Linked DNA regions of Mus musculus: region 2 is linked to region 1. Evidence: chromatin contacts called from public HiChIP or PLAC-seq data. All regions are on one chromosome and are shown on one strand. The core of a region is the stretch at or near the end of the contact, and the rest is flanking DNA. Distances in the headings are between cores, read along the strand shown.

Evidence for each region. HiChIP or PLAC-seq counts read pairs in DNA pulled down with a chosen protein or histone mark.
Region 2: a contact with region 1 is called in a BATF HiChIP or PLAC-seq map of CD8 T cells, with 18 read pairs. The contact joins two enhancer-like sites. A contact is called at or near these places in 1 of 39 promoter capture datasets (second pharyngeal arch cranial neural crest), 5 of 484 Hi-C or Micro-C datasets (the C2C12 cell line, embryonic fibroblasts, nephron progenitors and 1 more), 2 of 115 datasets of contacts at active chromatin or transcription factors (CD8 T cells and embryonic stem cells) and 2 of 9 other capture datasets (adipose tissue and pancreatic islet).

What each region holds. Positions count from the first base shown.
Region 1 is chr12:73,816,732-73,820,812 of GRCm38.p6, reverse strand. No RefSeq gene overlaps it. Among named protein-coding and RNA genes, the nearest start is that of Gm8075, 23 kb to the right of the region's middle. Within about 2 kb of position 1,827, at least 33 of the 459 cell types and tissues checked have an H3K27ac peak or open chromatin away from gene starts, as enhancers often do. A contact at or near this core is called in the C2C12 cell line and CD8 T cells, where this site is marked.
Region 2 is chr12:73,885,463-73,889,544 of GRCm38.p6, reverse strand. No RefSeq gene overlaps it. Among named protein-coding and RNA genes, the nearest start is that of Hif1a, 20 kb to the left of the region's middle. Within about 2 kb of position 1,359, at least 34 of the 459 cell types and tissues checked have an H3K27ac peak or open chromatin away from gene starts, as enhancers often do. A contact at or near this core is called in the C2C12 cell line and CD8 T cells, where this site is marked.

The sequences.
Region 1 (4,081 bases), core at 578-3,077:
TGCAACACAGTTTTTGTTACCATAGCAAATTAAACATAGCAGTAGTGCCCAGGATTAAACCACTCCATCTGTCAAAAGCAACCTTCACTTCCTATGGCCCAGGGAAATTCCACAAAACTGCCACCTCACCAGTGGACTCCAGCAATGCTACCTAGAATAAAATCTGTCATGGCAATGGTCTTTAGTTTCCATTTTCCATGGAGAAGTGATAGCAAAGGCAGAAGCCATGTTCAGTGCCCTCTTCACCCTAACCCAGATCATCTTTTCTTCTCCCCTTCTTCCCTCCCCTTTCATTCCTTTTGTTCTCCCTCTCCTCTCCTTCTCTCTCTTGCATCCTTTCAGTCATTCTCTCATCAGAGGTGTCTTAGAGCTTGGTGACAGTGCCAGGCTCCCAAAGCATCCCAGAGCACCCTAGAGCATGCCGGAGCATCTCAGAGCATCCTGGAGTACAGGGGCCAGTACTCCCTCAGTTCTGTGAAGGTGAAGGAAACGCAAAGGCAAAAAGCAATGCTGGAATTTGGGGGCTTCCTTTACTTAAACATTGAAACAGCACAGCTGACACTGTTATTACATTTTCAGATATTCAGAATTACTATAAAATCGAGAACTTCATGACATCGTGAGTAGCATTCTTCAGGAGCACACATCATAGCAACTCTATAACTTTCCTGAAAATCGCCAGATGAGCGTATGTGCTCCTCGACAATCATTAAGCATACAGTGCTGTGCTGCTACAAGTTAATGGTCAAGTTCATCATATAATATGAAAAATAAGCTCTTATAAAGGGAATCTTAAACTAAGTTTGAAGAACCACCACTGAATGATTATAGTATTATAAACTGATTTTTAAAATGAGTGCAATGTTTAAAAATGAAATATGACAATTGTGTCATTATTGAATTGCCAGCACATTTCTATTCCAGTTTTTTCCAGTTGTTGGAATTCCTCTTTCCAGCTCTGTGACAGTAGTGAGGGGTATTATAGACTAAGTTATCTGAATCATCTGCTTTTACACTGGGTTCTTATTCTGAGTATCCATGTGTGTGTGTGTGTGTGTGTGTGTGTATGTGTGTGTGTATTCATGTGTATATCTTTGTGTGTGTCTATGTATGTTTGTATGCCTGTATGTATGCCCATGTGTGTCTATGTGACTGTGTGTTTCTGTCTGTGTGTCTTAGTGTTTCTGTATGTCTTGTGTGTGCACACACTATGTTTTGATGCACAAGGAGTATATAATCCTTATTCATGGTAACTCCATGCTTTTATTTCTGAGTGTGGAGACAGAGGGCACTTGAGGTGATGTGCTTTCTGAGGTCACAGTGAATTTAATAACAGGACAGAATCTTTCCAATGCAGTACATGTGCTAAGAGTCACTAGTGAGTCACTAGAAAGGACTAGAATAATCACTTGTTTCTTACATTAGTGGAAAATAGCACTTCTATTTCTTTAAAAGAAAATATTGCTTCTAGAAACATTTGAACTTCTTAACAGCAAGGTAGCTGCTGTGACTCTGTTTAAGATCCCCTTCCACTTTGGAAAAGCTATGGTTCCATGATTTTGGTGGAGGAAGAGAAGATGCAGGAGGTAGGGGGAGGGGGTTGAGAGGGAGAAGGAGGGAGGGACAGAGGGAGGGAGGGACAAAGGAAGGGAGGAAGGGAGGGAGGGAAGGAGGGAGAGACTGGGGGGGAGGAGCAGGGGCAACAATAGGTGACTCAGTTGTGGTTTGTGGGAAAACACATTTTTAAATCTAGGAAATGCTACATGAGGTCAAGGCTCGAGTGGGCCCTGTCACTGGGATAAGTTGTTAGACATCTTCCCCATGACACACTCTCATTTCTCAGCTGCTCTGTGGGAGTCCAGTGTGTGCCTGTGTGAGAGAGACTTGGGAAAGCCTCTAAGGAGTCAGGGCAGCTGTTGGTGACCCCCACTGCCTGTGTGCTGGCCTTTGACCAGCTGTGGAGACTCAAGAACAACCTGGGCAGCCTACAAACCTATGCAGGGTAATAATGGAACTCTTTTATTCTGCATCTAATGGACATTTCAGGTTCTAAACAAGCCACGATGAGATTCTCCCAGCAGCACTGAAATCTCAACACAACCTTGGGTGATATGAAATGACACCCGAGCCAGGATGGTGCCTGTCCACGTGATGACTGTTGGGGTCAACATACCCTGCCCAGCTCCTGGTCTGTATCATGACTTCTATCGCCCTAATGGTTAGAGTGCAGGCCCACTGGCCTTCTCTAAGTCTGGACACACTGTGTACCTAATGTCTGCTTTTGTTCATGCTGTTCCTTCAGTCAGAAATGCTGTTCTATTGTTTCCCACTAGACACATGTAAGCATCTCTCGGATCTAGTTCAGCTGTCACAGCCCAGAGGCCAAAGTCAGACTTCTCAGATGAACTCTCATGACTGTGAGCCTTGCCTTGGGGAATCTTAGCTACAATTTTGCACTACCATGTGAATTCTTCGGTTTATGATACTAAACTCCACAGGAAGGGGGAGGTCTTGACTTGCACTGTGTCCCCAGCACCAAGGAGAGGGACTGAGACAGCCAAGTGCTGGAGGGTGGAGTGTAGAATGAACAGATACATATCGGTGTGTCTTTGGCCTATGTTGAGAAGGCATCTGGTTCCTGCTGGTTTCTGATCATGATGTATGCATAGCCAGACAGTAGGGGCTGCATTGGTAGGACAAGACTTGGCCAACTGTTTTAGTGTTTCAAAAATCACTAAGGAAAGTGCTGGGTATTTGGCTCAAAGGTGGAGTACTACCTATCATGCAAAAGACTCTGGGTTCCATCTCTAGCACCACAATGAAACAATAATAATCCGTTTTATACTTTTTACCATTAAATAGGATCAGACCATTGTTTTCTAGAGAAAGTCAGCTTCACCTGAACATACCCATCACATGGGAGTTCTGTAGTGAGGACACTTCGCATGTTTCTGAATAACCGTTTTAGGAGCTTCACATTCTTGTTCCTTTCGCTGCCCTTTGACCCCTCAGCAGGTAAGAGGAGGAGCCGTGGGGAGGCCCCTTTTGAATCTCTGCTTCACTGTGTGCAGTGGAAGTTTTGGCTATCATCCCGCTGCTGAATTTATTATGCATCTTCTTTGGAAGAAAAAAAAATAAGACGTCATATTTTCCTGTGTGCTCCTATTTATGATGTCTGACTTCAACACCACACCGCTGGTGTGAAAAGATAGCATCTTCCAAACCTCACCCACAGTGAAAGCCAAAGGACTCATTACGTTTTCAAGTTCATACAGCAAGTATTTGGAAAGACAGGACTGGACTCAAACTCAACTTGTTCAGTTTTAAAATGTTGTATTACTAAATAGAGAGCCATTTGGATTCCCACATGTCACTGGCTTTATAATTAGGCTTTGGACCTGTGCCTTCTATTTTATAGCCCTTCTTGTTATTCTAGGTATGTGATGTCAAGTCATGGAGTGTCCACAATAATTTCCCAGGATTAATGAAATAAGTATTCATTTAGTTGTGTAGGTAAGTAAGCAGGCCCTTGCTAGTTAATGACACATTTAGCCAGCTGAACAGTTTGAGACAAATTTCAGATCTCTGTTCTCTGTTTGACCACCAGTAAGAGAGGGGCTAATGTGTCTCCAAAGATGCCAATGCTAGTTTTCAAAGCCTGTGTGTTACTGAATGTGGCATAGGGGCTTTGGCAATGCTATTAAATTAAGAACTTGGTGATGGGAGATTACTTCATGCTATCTGGGTCAGCCCAGGATAATCACAGGGGATCTTACGAGAAGGAGGCAGGTCAGAGTCTGAGAATGAAATAGGATGGTGAAAGTGTACTGTGTGTGTGTGGTGGTGGTGGGGAGAATGTTTATGTATGAAAGAGACAGAGAATGTCTATGTGTGAGTGTATGTGCATGTGAGAATATGTGAGAAAGAGAATGTGTGTGTATGAGAGACAGACAGACAAACAGAGATACAGAGACACATAGAGAGACAGTAAGAGATGAGAGGCAGTGAGTGTGAGAGAGACAGAGAGAGAGTGAGAGATATTGTGTGTATGTATGAGAGAGACAGATTCTGTGTATGAAAA
Region 2 (4,082 bases), core at 110-2,609, 69 kb before region 1:
TGACCTGAATTCAAGCCTCTGTGGTTCAGGATTGGAGTGTGTGTGTGTGTGTGTGTGTGTGTGTGTGTGTGTGTGTACCGACTGCAATGAATTCTTAGCCCTGGGGGATTTAATGGCTTTGTATGTAGAAGCTCTGTAAATTAAAAAAAAAATTATTTGAATACCTCTCACAAGAACATCCTCAAAAACACTACTTTGAGGCCAGAACCTCTAGCACACTACTTAGGCCTACCAAAAGTCTCTTGCATGCTAATCATAAAAATTAAGATCCACTCGACTGTGGCCGAAACCTTTCTTTTCAGGTCAGGCTCTGGAGTCATCATCATAGGAACTCCAGATTCTTATCTGTAAACAATGAGTGGGGTTAAATAAAAATATATACTTGGTCTCTGACCTGGTTCCTGCCACAGAGCTCCTGAAATCCTTGTAATTTCCTGAGTGATTGGGGTACTTGGTGGCTCTTTTGTTCTAATATTCTGCCTCTGAGCCTGGTTTCTGACACAGATCCACCCATTTCCTGGGATCTCCTGGATAAGAGCATCTTGCATTCCTACAAAGTGACTCTTGTCATTGGTCCAAAGAAATATCATGCAGGATTAGAAGTTGAGGATGTTCTGCCAACTTCTGCCCCATCCTCCAAGAAGGCAAGAAGAGTTACAGGCTGAGTTAATAGTTGATCCTGCTGATGGCAAGCCTCTATTAAGTTCCTAAAGTGTGAAGTTGAAAGAGCTTCCCTGTTGGTAAAGATGTCCATGTTCCAGGAGGGCACCACACATCAGATCCAAAGAAACAGAAGCCCCTGCCTTGGGACTCTTCTGAACCTTGCTTTACCGAACCTCTTCATCTGGCTGGTCATGTGTAGTACTTAAAAAAAAAATCTGTTGTACTAAGTGAGTAATAGTAAATAAACCATTTCCTGGGTTCTGTTGGCCACTCCAACAAATTGTTGAATGTAAGGAGGGAGTTGTGGGAACCTCTGAGAGGTTGTTGGCACAGAAGCAATCTGGGGACTGTTGTGGATGAAACAGGGAGCAAGCAGTCTTGTGAGGTTGAACCCTTCACCTCTGGTGTCTGATGCTGTCACATGGTGTCAGCGTCGAGTGTAGAATTCCTAACTAGTGGCCAAAATCTGGCTGGCATGGGTAAATTCTCATCCATTTTGGCCACAAATGTGTTTCGTGTTGAGTGTGAATATAGAGAAGAAGAAAAGCAAGTTGTTCTTCCTACATGTCTGATGTCAGAAGTAGATTGCTGAAAGCGATGTAGGAGAAAAGTTGGGTTTTTTTTTCCTGGTATACAGGATGTTATTTGCTTACAGAGGAGTGGTATGACTCTTTCCCCCAGAAGCTTCCACAACCAGAACTTTCTGTCCTCCTTTCATGCTTTCGGGGTGATGACGTCACCTTGCTGATATTTGTAAGTATAGCTATGACTTACAATGACTTGACCTAGCAGCCTTTTGCTTTTACAAAGTAAAAATGTGTAAAAGCAATACATATTCCAGGCCTAAAAGATGGCTCGTGGTTAGGAGAACTGTCTGGTATTACAGAGGACCCAGGTTCAATTCCCAGCACTGACGTGGTAGCTTACATCCATCTGTAACTTCAGTTCTGAGGGATCTAACTCCTTCTTATGACCCTGGTGGGCATCAGGCATGCATGTGGTGCACACACAAAGATGTAGGCCAAATAGTCACACACATAAGATAAAGTTAATAAATCCTTTTGTTTTTTTTTTAAAGTAGTACATATTCAACAGAAACCCCACTGAGGATTTTGACCTTTGCCAGGCTGGTGGTTTGTCACACACGTCTCTCCTGTAAGACTGAGTAGCAACATCAAATCACAACCGCCAAATAGTCCCCTGCTCATGAGAAGAATAACCAACAGGCTCCAGTGTACCGTGCCGCTATGGTGCTACGGTATGGTGCATAGTTGGTTGTATGTATTCAGCATCCTTAACAATGTGTGGCGTTTCCAATTACAGTGGATGTATCAGGAGACAATCTCACCATCATTTGAGGAGCCCCTCCCCACAAAATTAGAAATTTTAAAAAGATTAACTTATGTTCAGTATAGCGTTACTTGTTTTTCTACCTTCTAGTTTTCGAATTCCCAGAAACTTGGTCAACATTTTCGGTATGGATAGAAGTAATATTGCCTGGGTGGTTCCAGACCTCTTAGTGGCTGCTTAGGCTTTCATCTTTCCCCATCCCTTTCAGCAGCCACGAATGCCAACCCTTCACACCAAAACTTGAGGTGTTTGGAGAAGAACTTGCGGGACGTCCCTGCAACCCCCTCGACAAAGCCAGCGGCAGCTGCTCCTCTCCTTATCTCTCTCTGCCTAGCAAGAGATGCCTTCCCTGCCCCCCAGCACTAATCTCGGCTCCCATGTTTGGACTTTATCATCTGCCCCGCCCCACTGGTAACCATCAAGCCTCCTCCCCTTCCTTCTCCCCCACCTCCTAAACTCCAACACCGTCTCCACTGTAGCCATCCCAATATGGTTTAGATAGTACCTTCTCAGAGAAGTCTTCTCCAACCTGAGTCCCAACCACTTTACCGCCTCTTGGGTCTGGGTGAGGCATCCTATAAGGGCATCCCCCATAACATTGTGCACTTAGGAGTTAATTGAATTAACAAAGGGTTGGAAGGTATGATATGCGCAGAATGTACTAGGTAATTAACATGTTCTGAATAAAATAGGGCTCTTGTCCTCAGGAAATTTATATGCCACTTTGGGAATGAGACAGTAAACGCAGTTATAATAAGGCACAATTAGCTCACAAAAGAAGCATGCACGGGGACACAGAGAAAGCACTCAAGTCCAGACTTGAAGGGTGAGAGATGATTATTTGGAAAAAGATTCATCTTCATTGTGAAGAAAAGAAATTGGACTAAGTTAGGCTTAAATAATGGGGCCTACAGGGAGTGGCTGGGAAGAGAAGAGAGGAAGGGAATGAGGTTTGGGCTGTAGGGTAAAGAGGGCTTGGCCTACTCAGAGTAGCGAATATCCCTGAGCCTTTTCCAATCACTCTCTGACAGAATAGACACTTCTTGAATGAAGGAGCAAGTGAAGAAGGCTGAAAGAAGAAGGGGTCAATATATGAATGGAGGACTTAAGCAAGAGGCTGGCATCACCCAACTTACTCTTTATAAAAATTGTTCTGGGCAGAGAGAGTCAACTGGCCAGGACTGATGGGGACTCGTAGAGATCAGAGAGCCTGCAGGGGTCTGATCTATACATTATGGTTGAATAGCTTGGTATCTTTGTAGGAATCCTAAGAGTGGGAGCAGGGGACTGTCCCTGACTCTTGCCTACTTAAAGGACCCTTTTTCCTCCTCCTGGGTTGCCTTGTCCAGCCTTGATCTGATGGAACGTGTCTGGTCTTGTTGTAGCTTGTTATGTCGTGTTTGGTTAATGTCCTTGGAAGGCCTGCTTGTTTCTCAGGGGAGGGGAGGGGAGGGGAGGGGAGGGGAGGGGGAAACTGAGGTCCAGATGTGATATATGAGAGAATTAAAAAAATTGCTATGTGTATATGAACTATAAGGAGACTAATATATAATGCTAATCGGAGATGGGTGAGGAAGTTGCTGTTAAGGATGAGGGCGAGCTGAGAGACCACTGTGAGGTTGGGAAGGAAGATAACAGGCTGTGTCAGACTAAGGACACAGAGGTCAAAGGGCTCGGCAGCCCACTGTCAGAGTAAGGAGACAAGGAGTCACGGATGAGGTCCACGCTTCTGACTTGAGCATGGTTGGCAGCCGTCACTGAGCTGCGGCTGATTCAGAGATGTGTCTGCGCTGTGAGAACGATAAGAGGCGTAGGTTGTGGCTTTTCTTGACTAGTTACCTGAAAGAAGCCATTTTAAATGGGAAGGGTTTATTCTGGCTCATATTTGGGGGGAGTATAGCTTTTTGTTTTGTTTGTTTGTTTGTTTGTTTTGTTTTGTTTTGTTTTTTTACAGCGGGGAAGTCATGGCAGCAGGTGGCTCCGTGGGGGCGGGACTCCGCAGCAATGATTTATGACATAGTCAGGGAGCCATGATCCACTTCCTCCCACGAGGTCCCACCGTCTAAAGA